2 separate regions of the Mus musculus genome follow, and region 1 is linked to region 2. A link is a contact called in public promoter capture Hi-C data. All regions are on one chromosome and are shown on one strand. The core of a region is the stretch at or near the end of the contact, and the rest is flanking DNA. Distances in the headings are between cores, read along the strand shown.

What was found. Promoter capture Hi-C pulls out the DNA fragments that hold promoters and counts their contacts.
Region 1: a contact with region 2 is called in a promoter capture Hi-C map of neural stem cells. The contact joins the promoter of Ngrn here to the enhancer-like site in region 2. A contact is called at or near these places in 6 of 39 promoter capture datasets (the HPC-7 cell line, frontonasal cranial neural crest, hematopoietic stem and progenitor cells and 3 more), 2 of 484 Hi-C or Micro-C datasets (B cells and bone marrow-derived macrophages), 4 of 115 datasets of contacts at active chromatin or transcription factors (embryonic stem cells, microglia, neural tube and 1 more) and 3 of 9 other capture datasets (adipose tissue, liver and pancreatic islet).

What each region holds. Positions count from the first base shown.
Region 1 is chr7:80,256,930-80,263,456 of GRCm38.p6, reverse strand. Ngrn (neugrin, neurite outgrowth associated) reads right to left here and starts at 2,242. Exons shown (of 3, transcript NM_031375.4): 1 at 2,034-2,242; 2 at 1,526-1,636. The coding sequence starts at 2,197. It overlaps Ttll13 (tubulin tyrosine ligase-like family, member 13), which reads right to left. Exons shown (of 15, transcript NM_177765.3): 11 at 6,427-6,527; 12 at 5,100-5,280; 13 at 4,635-4,814; 14 at 3,764-4,082; 15 at 2,636-3,128. The coding sequence ends at 2,932.
Region 2 is chr7:80,088,491-80,095,807 of GRCm38.p6, reverse strand. Zfp710 (zinc finger protein 710) reads right to left here. Exons shown (of 5, transcript NM_175433.5): 5 at 3,057-5,473. The coding sequence ends at 5,304. It overlaps Idh2 (isocitrate dehydrogenase 2 (NADP+), mitochondrial), which reads left to right. Exons shown (of 11, transcript NM_173011.2): 9 at 1-9; 10 at 95-187; 11 at 605-962. The coding sequence ends at 692. Among named protein-coding and RNA genes, the nearest start is that of Gm21057, 17 kb to the right of the region's middle. Within about 2 kb of position 3,232, at least 128 of the 459 cell types and tissues checked have an H3K27ac peak or open chromatin away from gene starts, as enhancers often do. A contact at or near this core is called in B cells, neural stem cells and pancreatic cancer cells, where this site is marked.

The DNA.
Region 1 (6,527 bases), core at 993-3,492, 170 kb before region 2:
GTGTGTCTGGGCACATGGAGGTCAGAGGACAATCCCTACTGTAAGTTTTCCAGCACCTTCTATCCTTTGGAGACTGGGTCTCTCACTGGTCTGCAACTTCACCATGGAGGCTAGACTAACCCGCCTTCTAGCGCCAGGGGTATGCCGTGTTTCTGCTTCTCATTTCAGCACTGCTACAATTACAAGAGCATGCCACCACATCAGGCTTTTTCCATGGGTAATGGGGAACCAAATTGAGATCCCCATTTTGCCAGTCAAGTTACTAACTGAGCTATCGCCCCCAAGCTCCTAAAAGCGGAGGAAAGAAAAAAAACCTTAATACTTAAAAGAAAATTCTTTTTAAAAAAAATATTTAAGCCGGGTGATTAAAGGCACACGCCTTTAATCCCAGCACAGAGAAACCTTGTCTCAAAAAAAAAAAAAAAAAGAAAAAAAACCAAGGGGGCTGGTGAGATGGCTCAGTGGGTAAGAGCACCCAACTGCTCTTCTGAAGGTCCGAAGTTCAAATCCCAGCAACCACATGGTGGCTCACAACCATCTGTAATGAGATCTGATGCCCTCTTCTGGTGCATCTGAAGACAGCTACAGTGTACTTACATATAATAAATAAATAAGAAATCTTAAAAAAACAAAAAACAAATTTTTATTTATTTTATGAGTGCACTGTATCTGTCTTCAGACATACCAGAAGAGGGCATCAGATCCCATTACAGATGGTTGTAAGTCATCATGTGGTTGCTGGGAATTGAACTCAGGACTTTTTTTTTTTTTTTGAGACAGGGTTTCTCTGTGTAGCCCTGGCTGTCCTGGAACTCACTCTGTAGACCAGGCTGGCCTCGAACTCAGAAATCTGCCTGCCTCTGCCTCCCAAGTGCTGGGACTAAAGGCATGCGCCACCATGTCCAGCTAACTCAGGACCTTTTGAATAGCAGTCAGTGCTCTTAGCCACTGAGCCACTGAGCCATCTTTCCAGCCCCCTTAAAGAAAATTCGTTTCAGACGCCTTTCAAGTAAGAGTAGTGACTCATACACAGTGTAATCCCTGAACTTGGGAGGCAGAGTCAGAATTGCCCCAAGAATTCCAGGCTAACCTGGTCTACAGAGCGGTCTTGTCAATAAATAAACAAATACATAAATAAAATAAAAATCCAGGAGCGTTGGTACATACTTTTAATCTCAATTACAAAACTCAGATGGCAGAGGCAGGAAGACAAGAGTTCAAAGCTATCCTTGTCTACAGTGTCCTGGAGGTCAGCTGGCTACATGAGGTTGCCTCAAAAGAAGAGCTTTCCAAACTTCAATCAACTGTCCATAATGTACCTACCAAGCTAGGTATGTCCTTAGGAGGTGATGACCTCAGTGGACCATAAGCAAGTCCCTGTGCTGATCCCAGCATCGCAAAACAAACAAAATTCTGGACAGGTTTAGGAAGTTCCTTATTATGACGCTTTCTATTTTAAAGGCAATAATACTAAATACTTAAAATCCCCCAAAAGGTAAATCCCATTTTGTAAGCAACGTCTCACCGGATCTGCTCCATGGCTTCCCACGTCAGTGTTCTGGGTGGTGCACCTGGAGCCTCCATTTGCCTTCGTATTTTCTGGAATCGCATTGCTTTTTTCTGACGTTTCAAAGCGCTGGGGGAAAGAACCAATGGCAAAAGCCGAGCTTGGAAGCAAGACTAGTGTTTCAAAAAGCATCCAACTAAATCTTGGAGAGCTCAGCCCTCTCGTCTGACCGCATGTCTGCCAGGTTAAAGCACTCTGGGTGCACTGCCCCCAGAAACCTAACACCTACAGCACCTGAACGTAAGCATGCCGAACTCTCTAACGGGTGATGAAACACGTCACTAAGCAACGGGACCTAGGGTGTCAAGGGAGCTGATCACTTGCCCCTGTGCCCTAGACAACGGATGAGAAGAAACTAGAGCCTGTGCAGACGCGGCTGCCGGACGCCCGGAGCTGGGGGGGGGCGCATGGAACGCCGGGGCGCGAAGCCTAACTCCAGGCTGAGGGCTCGCCACGAAGCAGGTACCTCTCCACCTCCTGGAGCTCCCGCTCCTCCGGCTCCCAGTCGGAATCGGGGTCCGGCTCGCAGCTGACAGAACCCGGGCCCGCCATGACCTGGGACGCGAACCCACAGCGAGCGAGAGAGGTGCGGACACGACCGCCCAAAAAGAGGCTCAGAGAGAGCGCCATTGCGACGCGAGGTGGTATCTACAGCTCGCGACCGGAAAGCACCGGAAGTGGGAGGGCGAACCCGGAAGCAGAAAGGAATAACCGGAAGTTAGACGGTATCCTACGCTTTTCGTTTCCTGGGTGGGCGGGGGCTGTCCTTGTATTGTCCAGTTACCCACCCTTTCCTGCTGATTTTGGTTTTGTGGTGCTGGGGAGCCAAGCTAGGGCCTTGTACATGCTAGGCAAGCTACTGCCACTGAGCTATCTCCCTAGCCATTAAAAAGGAAAAAATGTTTGAAACGGTCTAAATTGTCCTAGCCTTAAATTCATCATCTTGTCTCAACTTCCTAAGTAATTGGAACTACAGGCCTTAGTCACCAGGCTGGGCTGGGCGTCCCTGCTGTAACTATGAGAAGAGCTTGCCTCAGACGGGAGGATCGAAAGGAGGTACAGCACGCGCCTGGAAAACGACATAAACTTTAATAAAAAGACGGGTTCAGTTGCCCAGAGCCGCCCCTCTGGCACAGGCTGCCCAGGCCTGCCTGATTCTGCCACTGTGGCAGGAAGGGCGTACCCTCAGCAATCTTCTGATGGCGACTACACCGTAGTCGCTTTTGACTCCTCCGGGAAAGGAATTCCTTGTTGCCCAGTGACCTCCAGCCCCAAGCCATACCCAGGGTTCAGACCCATCGCTTAGGGATAAACTCAGCCTAAGGCTTGGTGAGCAGCGATGCATACAAGCTGGCCTTAGCTCTTCATCTTTTAGTCTTTACCGATCCCCAAAGAATCTTAGAATGTTGAAGAACTCTTGGTGTCTCCGTGTTTTTTGCCTTTTGCAAACAAAGGTCCTGGCCAGAGCTTTTCAATCTGGAACTTGTTGGCAGTCTTTCAATTAGCAAAGATTGAAGACCATTTGCTGTTTTGGTTGAGTGCTGGGCTTTCCTTCTTTTACCTGTGTTGGATGATGTTGAGGAGTGGGCTGGAATGCTGCAGTACTGGTGCAGAGGCAGGGCATAGGGGAAGATCCCCAGCCTTGCTTCCTCTGTGTTCAGAGTTTACCATGGAGGGCAAGGTGCAGCATTCAGTCCATGAGCCATTTTCCTGTCTTTTGGGCTGCAGAAGATAGCCCTGCCTTGGGGTTAGAGTGGGTGGCACTGATCCTGACAGGGCTCTGTTTATGGCTTCTAGCCTTCTGCTGGCTTGGCCTTCTGCAGTAGAGACATGGACCCCCACTAAGTTGTAGTACCCACAAAAGAGATGTTCTCACCTCTTTCCCATCTGTGCTCCAGTAACACACAAGACTGGCATCCCATGCTTCCCTCTAGCATCTCTACCACACTGGATCTTAATTAGCCTGTTTACATGTCCATTTCCCTGTTAACCTTGGTTGAGGGCTGGAATTGGTCTGTCATCTCTATCACCAGGGTCACTAGATAGAAGCAAGTAAATAAACGGGTCCACTGCCTTCCCCCCATGCCTATACTACCAGGAATGCCACTTTGTATCCTAGGAGCAGCCCAGCTGTAACATTTGCTACTAGGAATTTACACCAGTCAAAAGTGACCAAGGCTATTTTTGAATACTTACGGCTAGTGAGCCTGACTCTAGAGCTGGAAATATAGTGCCTCCCAGATTTCTTCATTGACAATGAACAGGGGCCCGTGGCTGCTGAATCTCCTATCCAGTTGAAGTTCTTGGGCTGAAGATGGTACCGGGAATGCTGTGCAATTGCGGGATTGATGCTTGATAGCGGCCCTAAGATCCTGGGGATCAACTCGTGGGGCCGAAGTGGTTGCAGGAAATGAGGAGGGATCTGCTCTGAGGCAGCCCCTCTCAGAAGCACCAATGGGACCAAATTCACAGGTTGCAGTTCTTGACTGCTCAGCCCGTCCTGGTGAAATCTAGGCTAGAGGAGAAGAGCAGCCCCTTACCATATTTCTTGGGAGTCTGGATAGAGTGTTGGAAATAAAACAATCTCTCCTAGGCCATAACCATTGTTTAACTAGTTATTCTTTTGGGGTTCATCAAAAACAGAGGGCCCAACAGGTTTGCTACTAGCCCAGGGAATAGTGAAAACGGCAGCTGTTTTGTTGGCCCAAGACTGTTTACTTAGCTCCCATTAGAGCCAGGGCATTGCCAATACTAGGGTAAGTACATAGAAGCCACTGAGCATGGTGGTGGCCTTGTTATTTGTCAGTCATGAGTTGTGGGATACTGTGAAATAGGAATAGAGACAACAAGTCCCTTGCAACTGAGAAAGTTGGGAGCTGCACTTGGCTGGATTGCAATACCAAACCCAAGGGAGCCTGGGAACAGACATCATGGAACCAGCAGAGCCTCTCCCAGGCTCCCGTGACAGGTACCATCACAAGAACCTCCTTTGGTGAAACCACCACCACGTGTTGGCATCACAGCCCTTGTTCCCTTGCTTTGTGAGAGGCTTCGCAGGGACCCTCACCCGATACTCATGAAGCTTTCTGTGGCTCCGGTGGCTAGGGTACAGCATGCGGGTGAGCTGCTCTACAATGCCCAGGCTGCGGATGAGGTTCTCTCTCTGTAGCAGGAGCTTCATCCGCTCGAGCTCCTCCTCTTCCACGATGTCCTGAGGCTGCGTAGTGTCCAGTTGTACTGGCAGCAGCTACAAGGGACAGGAGAGATACAGGATGTCCAAGACGAGCCTCATACCACCAGCAAGAATGGCTGCAGGACCCCTGGCCCATTCTATTTCCTTCCCTCTCCGGGCCGCACTGTAAGATTCCCTTAGCTGTCCATTCTCTCACCTTCTGTTCCAAAAGGTCAGATCCAATTTACTAGTTAGAGACTCGTCTCTCTCAAGCGAGGAGAGAGGGGACAGCAAGGGTTCCCTTCCCTAGGAATCCCAATTAAGTCTTGTGTGAGAAGGTAAGAGCCACACCCCTGACACCTCTTTCTCCCGGTTCCGGTTCCTGTATGCCAAGCTGGTGGCAAGGACCCGAGTAGCTGTTCGGGATCGGCTTTTCTCCCCCGCCGATTCTCCCTGATTCTGCTCCTTGTTTTCCTTGCGCTTCTTGGTGCCTGGGTTCTCCTGCTGTTCCTGCTTTAGGCGAATCTCTTCCAGTTGCTGCCTGATGAGACACAGCAGTTTCAGACACAGGAGAGATGGTGTGGGGAAAAACAGGATGATGGGCTAATGAAAGGAACACCTGGTGTTGCTGGAATTGATTAGAGTATAGGAAACACAGCGAAGGAAAGAGTCATTAAGACTCTGTTAGTGGGCTGGGATGATAACTCAAGCACTGAAGTCCCTCCCCTGAAAGCATGAGGACCTGAGTTCAAGCCCCAGAATCCAAGAACACAAAGCCTGGCATGGTAGCACATGCTTGTATCTCAGCACTGGGGAGACAAAAAAATAGGCAGGTTCCTGGCTTCTCATTGGTCAGCTAACCTAACCTTGTTAGTGAGCTTCAGGCCGATAAAAGACTCAAAAGATAAAGTGGGCCAGACATGGGGGCACTTTTAGTCCCAGCACTTGGGAAGCACAGGTTTCTGCATTTGGAGCAAGTCTCTTCTATGCAGCAAGTTCCAGGCCAGCCATTAAGACCCAGTTTTAAAAACATAAAAGTTTTTTTTTTTTAATTGGTTTTTCTAGACAGGGTTTCTCTGTATAGCCCCGGCTGTCCTGGAACTCACTATGTAGACCAGGCTGGCGTTGAACTCAGAAATCCACCTGCCTCTTCCTCCCAAGTGCTGGGATTAAAGGCGTGCGCCACCATGCCTGGCTAAAAACATAAAACTTTAAAAATGAATACATAAACAGTAACAACAAAGTGGGGCTGGCGAGATGGCTCAGCTGGTAAAGGTGCTACCACCAAACCTGACTGCCCGAGTTCATTTGCTAGAACCTACATAGTAGAAGGAGAGAACTGACTCCTAAAAGATCTCTCAACTGCTACATGTGCACGTGGTGTCCACACACACACAGATAAGCAACTGTAATCTTTACCTATTTAAAAACACACAAGGTGACCAGCTATGGAACAATACCCAAGGTTGTCCTCTGGCCTCCACATGCACATGTGCGCGCACATTGCATACATATACATCACACATTCCAGTGAAGGCATGCAGGGATGGGCCTGCACGCAGAAAGAACCTGTTAGAATTGTTGCTCTCTTCTCAAGCGTATAGCCTCCTCTTCTCCTGTTAGGGAGCAGTCTGCTGTCAGGCTTTGCCCCTAACCCACTCACACAGAGGGAATGCAGCCAAGTTACCTGGCACACTCCTCTCTGGCCTTGGAGGCAGCTGTCTCCTGGAAGAGGGAGCCATTGTGCTTGAAGAAAGGTGCGTATTTCTCGGAGTCGGGCCCCGGGTA
Region 2 (7,317 bases), core at 1,983-4,482:
CCTTATCAGGTGAGCTCATGGGGAGGGCTTGAGCAGGTGCAGCCCACAGTTCTGCCCAGCATGCCGGGGCCTCACTCTGCCGCATCCCCCGCAGGTTTGCACAGACGCTGGAGAAGGTGTGCGTGCAGACTGTGGAGAGCGGAGCGATGACCAAGGACCTGGCTGGCTGTATCCATGGCCTCAGCAAGTGTGTGCTTTGGGAAACAGGGCTTGAGACCCCAGCAGGTGGGAGGAAGCCAGGGGGAACCCCCCCCCCCCAAGAGTCTCTCTCATGAGTGGGTAGAGCTGCCTGGGGTCTGGGGCAGGACAAGTCCTGAGAAATGGCTCAGGCCAAGCCTTCCTTGACCAGGTCTGAGTTGGTGCCCTCTGGCAGTTGCTTAGTTCCTCTGCTCTCCTCCTTAAACCTTTCCCCAGCTTCTTTTATGAGGCCTGTGCCCGGTAGCTTGTTACTTTAAACTTTCTGCCAAATTTATTGTGACCCTCTAGCAGTGGGCTACTAGCAAACTTGGACCTGGGCCTGGTGGCCTGAGGTCTAATGAGCCTGGGAATGGCTTGGTTGATGGCCTCCAGGAGGCCTGAGTCTCCCCTGATGTTCTCTCGGCAGTGTGAAGCTGAACGAGCACTTCCTGAACACCACAGACTTCCTGGACACCATTAAGAGCAACCTGGACAGAGCTCTGGGCAAGCAGTAGGGGTGGACACTACTCAGCTCCAGTGGGTACTCTGTACATGGCAGAGGGTGGGCCTCACAGCCCCTCTCTGGTGGCCTTTCTAGGGGACATTTTTTTACATATATATATGATGGAGATGTTTTTTAAAGTATATGAGCATTTTCCCTCACGGTGGACATGAGGCAGGAACGTGTGCTTTACCTCAGACAGTCAGTGTTCTGCATACTGTAATTTATATTGCTCTGGAATCACATGGTGCCATATTTAGCTACTAAAAAGCTCTTCGCAAAACTGTCTTGATGTGTTTGTCCCCGAGTGGGAGGGAGCAGCTGGTAGGATCCCCCAGGGACAGGGTTGGGGTGCCTCAGGCTGTTAATAGGTCAGCCAGGGGGTTGCTTCTCATGAGAGGGAACGAGGCAGCCTGTGGGCCTCCTGCATTCTTCACTGGCTGCCTGAGTTGCCAGACTTTGGGGGTGAGGCCCTGGCTTCCTCACAAAGTTGCGTGCAGTGTCTGCTGCTGAGCCAGTGGAGCTAGCTGGGGCCTAAGGGCAGAGACTCACATAGAATCTCCTAAGGTGATCCCGTTTCTCCATCTAGGGAATTGTCATTCTGTGATGTTGTAGATACTTGTTATAATAACACATGCACCTTTCACCTCTTATAGTGCTGACACTCCAACCTCGAGCTTTGTGTACACTAAGCAAGCATTCTACCTCTGCATCCCAACTTCATCCTGGTACCAACTTAGCTGAGACGAGGCCTCATCAGCACGCAGTTCTAGCTGGTTTGGAACTTTATGGGTCAGGCTGGTCTTCTAGTCACGAAGGTCTACCTCTCTGCTTCCCAAGGCAGGGATTAAGGGCCTATGCGACTGTGCTCAGGCTCATTTGCCCTGTTATAGGTTATACACTAGAAACAGATCCCCCAGTCTCTGCTTTGCAAGCCCGCTCAGGCTTGCCTAGGTCTCTGTGTGTCCGGGATCCCCTGTTCCCATCCTTCAGGTTTCTCCTTTGGCACAACTAGAAAAGTGATGTGGAAATGTTGTTCCAAAGCCCATATACACTCAATGGAAAGCACTGTCGCTGTGCAGTCAGTGACTTCTCTTTCTGCTTGTTTGGTCCTGCTGGAGATTAGGGTAACTTTGATAATGCAGTCAGTTCTCTGTATCTGGAGTTGGTTGTTGTCAGTGCTGGGAATTGAGTTTAGCAAGCATTTTATCAGTAAGATTTTTTTTTTGATTTATTTAGTAGCTGTCTTCAGACTCACCTGAAGGGGGTGTCAGATCTCATTACGGATGGTTGTGAGTCACCATGTGGTTGCTGGGATTTGAACTCAGAACCTTTGGAAGAGCAGTCGGTGCTCTTAACCTCTGAGCCATCTCTCCAGCCCCCATCAGTAAGATCTTAAGCTGAATTCTCATCCCCATTGCCTGCCTTTTTTTCTTTTTTTTTTAAAAGACATGGTTTTGTGTATCCGAGACTCGCCTCAAATTTCTATAGAATTAAGGATGACCTTGAACTTCTTAGCCTCCAGTCTCCACCTCCTGGATGCAGTTATCATGGGCAGTATCACAACACTGAGTATGTAGGGCTGGGTATCAAACCCAGGGTGGTCTCCTGAATAGTAGGCAAGTACTTTACCCAGCAAGCCTGATCCACAGCCCTAGCCTCCAGTTTAAAGACTATTTTAGTATTTTTATGGGGTATCTTGCCTGTTTGTATATCTGTGTGCCATGTACATACAGGGTCCACTGAAGTCAGAAGAGGGCATTGGAGACCCTAGAACTAGAGTTAGAGACAGTTGCTGAGCTGCCATGTGGGTGGTAGGAATTGAACCTGGGTCCTCTGGAAGAGCAGCAAGTGCTCTTAACCAACTATCTATCGCTTGCCTCTAGCCACAGGTTTTATGTTGCAGATCCAAGAGTGGGAATATTTGGAAACAAGTCAGGGATGGCAGTGCATGCCCGAAATCCCAGCACTGGGGAGGCCGGAAATCTGAAAAGGCCAGGTGTACACACATACGTGTAGTCTTGCTTCAGGAAGCTGAGACAGGAAGATGGTTGCGTTCTAGGCCAGACACAGGTAGACAGTGTGAGCCTGCTGTAAAAAGTCTCAAAACAACCGGGAAAAAGAAGCTGTGTGTGGGAGAACTCATCTGTTGTCCCAGGCCTTCACAGGTAGATCCGGGCTACAGAGACCTAAAACCTGCCCTTGGGACTCGGAGCATGTTCTCCTCCACCCACCCCCCAACTCTCTGGCAGGTCAGGTGGCTGAGATTGTCTTGTAGTTCCAGAGGGGGATGCTGTCTGGCATGTGACTAGGGAGCCTTGTTGGGACCTCCTTGGGGGGAAGGGCCTCCAAGAGCACCAAGAAGCACGTACAGTCACCTCGCTAAAGAATATTCATTTATTTATAATTATTGCTAAGTAAACTTCTCTTTTTAAACAGGAACATAAAAACACAGTAGGGCTCTGCACAAGAGGAATCTCTAAACAGTTGGTTTGTATACATGTCAAAATAAGTTAGAGTGGAATTCGGCCAGGGCTTCTGAGTCACCCTTTTCAGAAGCCTGGGAGGGGTGAGGCTGGAGCTGTGCCAGGACCACCTCCAGCTCCAACTGTGTACTGTGCTGTGCCTTCCTCTCCGCTTTGCCCGGCACAAGGCGAGGGCAGGGGCTTTTTCAGTATGGCATCCCCAAGGGGGTTGTGCCAATGGCAGGCTGGGGGACAGTGGGAGACCCCACCCAGGCCAGACTTCTCCCTTCTGTTCCAAGACCAAGGCCACTGCGTTGGCAGGAGAGGAGGAGGAGGAAGAGAAGAAGGAGGAGGTACAGGGTGCTTTTTGGTACCAGGGAGAAAGTCATTGTGGGAAGAGGTAGTTTGCAGGGGTGATGCCTTCTGCTCAGCAGGAGAAATAAATGTCTTGTACAGTGATAGCTAATCACTGCCACCTGAGGGTCATCATGATGGGCACCTGGGAGGCCGGGAGCCATGGGAAACCACACCTGGGCCACTGTGTCCCCCTCATCCCCAGTCCTGAACAGTCACCCTGAGGCCTGGCTTGGGGGCTGTCACACTGCGAATCAACACCCTCTGCCTCAGCTGGTCTCCCCCTCTTGGTTTTTCAGCCAAAGCTGGTGGCTTCATCTATGCCTTTTTGGGGTTAGTCCCGCCTGCTCCTCCCCTTGGGGGCCTTGGGATTTGTGGGCAGGGGTTTGGGTGCTTGCGAGCTTATGGATGGAGGACAGGGGGGAGGGGAGGGGACAGGTGAAGAGGGCCAGCTGACTGGAGAGGGCCGGGTAGGTTCTCTGCCTCCCCCACTTCCCTCCTGCCTTAGCCTTCTGAGGCTCCCAGCTAGTGATACACCTGGGCCAGGGCCCCTCAGGCATGGCTGCTTTCGGAAAGGGAGGCAGGAAGTACACACAGCACACAAGAAAGCTGAGGCTTGGACGAACCAAAAACCAAAAAAAAAAAAAAAAACCCAAAACAAACCAATAGAAACAGAAACCAAAAAAAACCCCTCTCCATCAAAGATGATAGACAGGAGAGTTGGAAAGGAAAACATAAATTTCTTTCACAATACCCTTCTTGCTGCAAACAGAATTTTCCCCTCCCTCTCTCTGGTCTTCAGTTAAACATGTTGCTCTTCCTCCGGAGCCGGCTGAGCCACAGCTCACCCACTCCCCACGACACCTGCTTGCTCATAAAAAACCAAAACCAAAACCATTCTAGTTCCCCTCTTCCCACGGGTGGTCTTCCTTGGCTTCCCCTGAGGACAGCCACTCTTGGTCCCAGAGATGTCACCCCGACCCTCCCTCCCCGCTGGCTCAAGGAGCCGCCATCTATCTTTGTTAATGCTTGCCAGATGCAGGGCATGTCCTGGGTTTGTTTGGTGAGGACCCTGTGGTTGGTACCTTAGCTTGGAACAGACCTGGATGAACTGTGTTGAAATGCACATTAGGGACATTCTTTCAAACGAGGCTGGGGCAGGGGAGCTCTGCAGGCCAGCTGGGAGGGTGCTCTGGAGGCTGGACTCCCCTCAGCTCTCCGACAGGCAGGGCCAGGGCTAGGGCCGCATGCATGCCTGCATGGAGCAAGGGGAGGCCCAGGAGGTAGAAGGCAGAGTGCCCTGCCTGGCTCTTGAGTGATAGGGGGAGGGAAGAGGTTCTTGGGTCTGACCAGGGTGGGGGTGGGCAGTGTCGGCCAGTGCAGGGGTTCAGATGTCCTTAAAGGCCAGAGTCGGTGCAGAAGAGAGACAAGGCCTGGCTCAAGCATTCTCTTCCTGGAGAGCGCCTCCGCGCCTGAGGTGGCTTGGGGAAGACCTCTAAGTCTGTGCCTGTAAGAGGCCTCACTGGCATTCCCCCTGCCCACGCACAGCAGCAGGCCAAGGAGAACCAGATGCGGACCTCCTGGTTACCTTTCCCTCACCGGGATGCCTAGGCCTGTGGCCAGCTCCCTGCAAGGACAGTAGTAGAGTCTCCATTTGGTCTAAAGATCCCTAGTGGTGCAAATGATTTGAGGGTTGGGGGGGAGGAGGGCCAGGCAGTGGGCAGTAGCTTGGTTCTGGGCTGCAGAGGGGCAGCCCTCAGTATGTGGGTCTCACCCTGCGCCCTCCCCGCCCACTCAGCGGCCTGCTATAGCACATTGTAGTAGGCCATCTCTTTCATGGCCTGCTCAGTGAGGGTGCTGGCCTCCGCGCTGCTGTCCACACTGCTGTAGGTGTAGGCGTTTTCCTCGAAGTCCTCCATCTCCTGATGGTTGTCAAGTTCAGAGGGGTCAGGGCCTGCCAGCTCCATCATGGGGTCTATAAGAGAGAGGCACAGTTAGGCCTAACCACTGGGCATCCCCAGCATCCTGCAAGAAGGGGGGAACGGGGGTGGACCTTAAAGTCCAGCCTCTGTTTCCTCCGTCTTCGTATCCAGGCAGTTACAAACCCTACTGCTAGGTGTACAAGGAAGGGCCTTGTCCCTGCTAGGTCACTAAGCCCTCCTGGGTCACCTGCAATGCCTATCACTGGTTCCCCCTTTGCTATGGGACTCATGTAGTACCCACTGCATGCCAAGTGCTCCCCAGACCTCACCTCATCCAATGTTTGCCTGCAACCTCATCGTGTACACCGAAAGGCTGATCAACCTCCCAGCCATCCCACAAGTGCTCCTGTGAACTTGCAAAGCTCTACTTCAGGAGCACCGGCAGGAGTAGTTTTTCTACATTACTGCACCAAACCAGCCCTACCCTGGTCCTGGGCTCTCCAAGGACAAACTCAGCCAAGCAAGGTAGGTTTGTCAAAGCATCTCTGGAGACAGGAGGAGGTCTGAGAGGTACCTTGTAATTCTGTCAAATTGGAATCTTACTATAAAGTTTGCTGTTGTGACATAGCAGAGTGCCCCCTGAAGAGACATGGACTGGTATGAACAAGTAGCCCGGGGGGTGGGGTGGGGGTGGGGGTTGGCTGGTAGGGACTGAGGCTGGCCAACGGAGTGGGTTTTGCCCCTGCCCACTGAAGAACTTTGGTAGTTGGGGGAAACAGACCTAGCCCAGGGCTCACCCTGATAGGTCCAAGGTGGGCGTCTCAACCTTGGCATCACTAACATCTGGGGCCACAATCCTTTGTGGTAGGCCACTGCAGGACATCACAGGGTCCTGCACTCTTCCCATCTGATGCCAGGAGTATCTTCCCAGTTATCTATATCTATGCATATATCTATCTATTCCCTGGGGGTCAAAATCACCCTCCTCTGCCAATGAGTGGCTTAGGAACCTAAATCTGACCACTGGGTCAGAAGAAAATGCTTGCTGGCACGTTATTGATTTTAAAGAAGGAGGACAGGTCCCTTTCCTGGATGTGCCAGGAAGCAATGTCCTGGTGGCTACTGTTATACCGTGAGTGCAAACGAAAATGCCAGTCATGTGGGGGTCTCACAGAGGTAGCCTAACTCTGATAATATTCACCTGACTTTAAAGATGGCCCAGGCTTTCAATCCCTCTCTCCGCATTTTATTTTATTTTATTTTATTTTATTTTATTTCATTTCATTTTATTTTATTTTTTTGGATACAGGGTTTCTGTTGTAGCCCTGGCTGTCCTGGAACTTACTAGACCAGGCTGGCCCGCTTGTGCCTCCCCAGTGCTGGGATTAAAGATGTGCTCCACCATGCATGGCTTTCTCTCTCTTTTGACTAGATTTTTATGTAGCTCAGGCTATCCTCAAACTCATTATATAGTTAAAGATGACCTTGAACTTTTGGTACTCTTGTCTACACCTCCAAAATGCACCACCACACCCAATTTATAGGGTGCTGGGGTCAAACCTTGTGCATGCTAAGCTAGCGCTACCCACTGAGTTATCTCCAATACTTCCAAACTGTTGAATCTGAACCAAGCCTAGGTGGTTCTCCGTCTGTTCTTACTGCCATCCCATCATATACCACCGCTGCTTATTTATTACAGGTCAAATTTGGTGTGCCCACTTTGTCTCCATTACGCCCATTGCTTCAGGCAAGTACCTCAGGCTGGCCTTGAACTCCGCATAGAATTGCAGACTGTGTTGAACTAGAAGAGGCATACGAGCATCCAGCTGCTCTAGCAGCAGTGCTAAGCATCCCTGGAAACGAGGAAAGAGATTGCTCCCTTACCCAGAGAACCAGG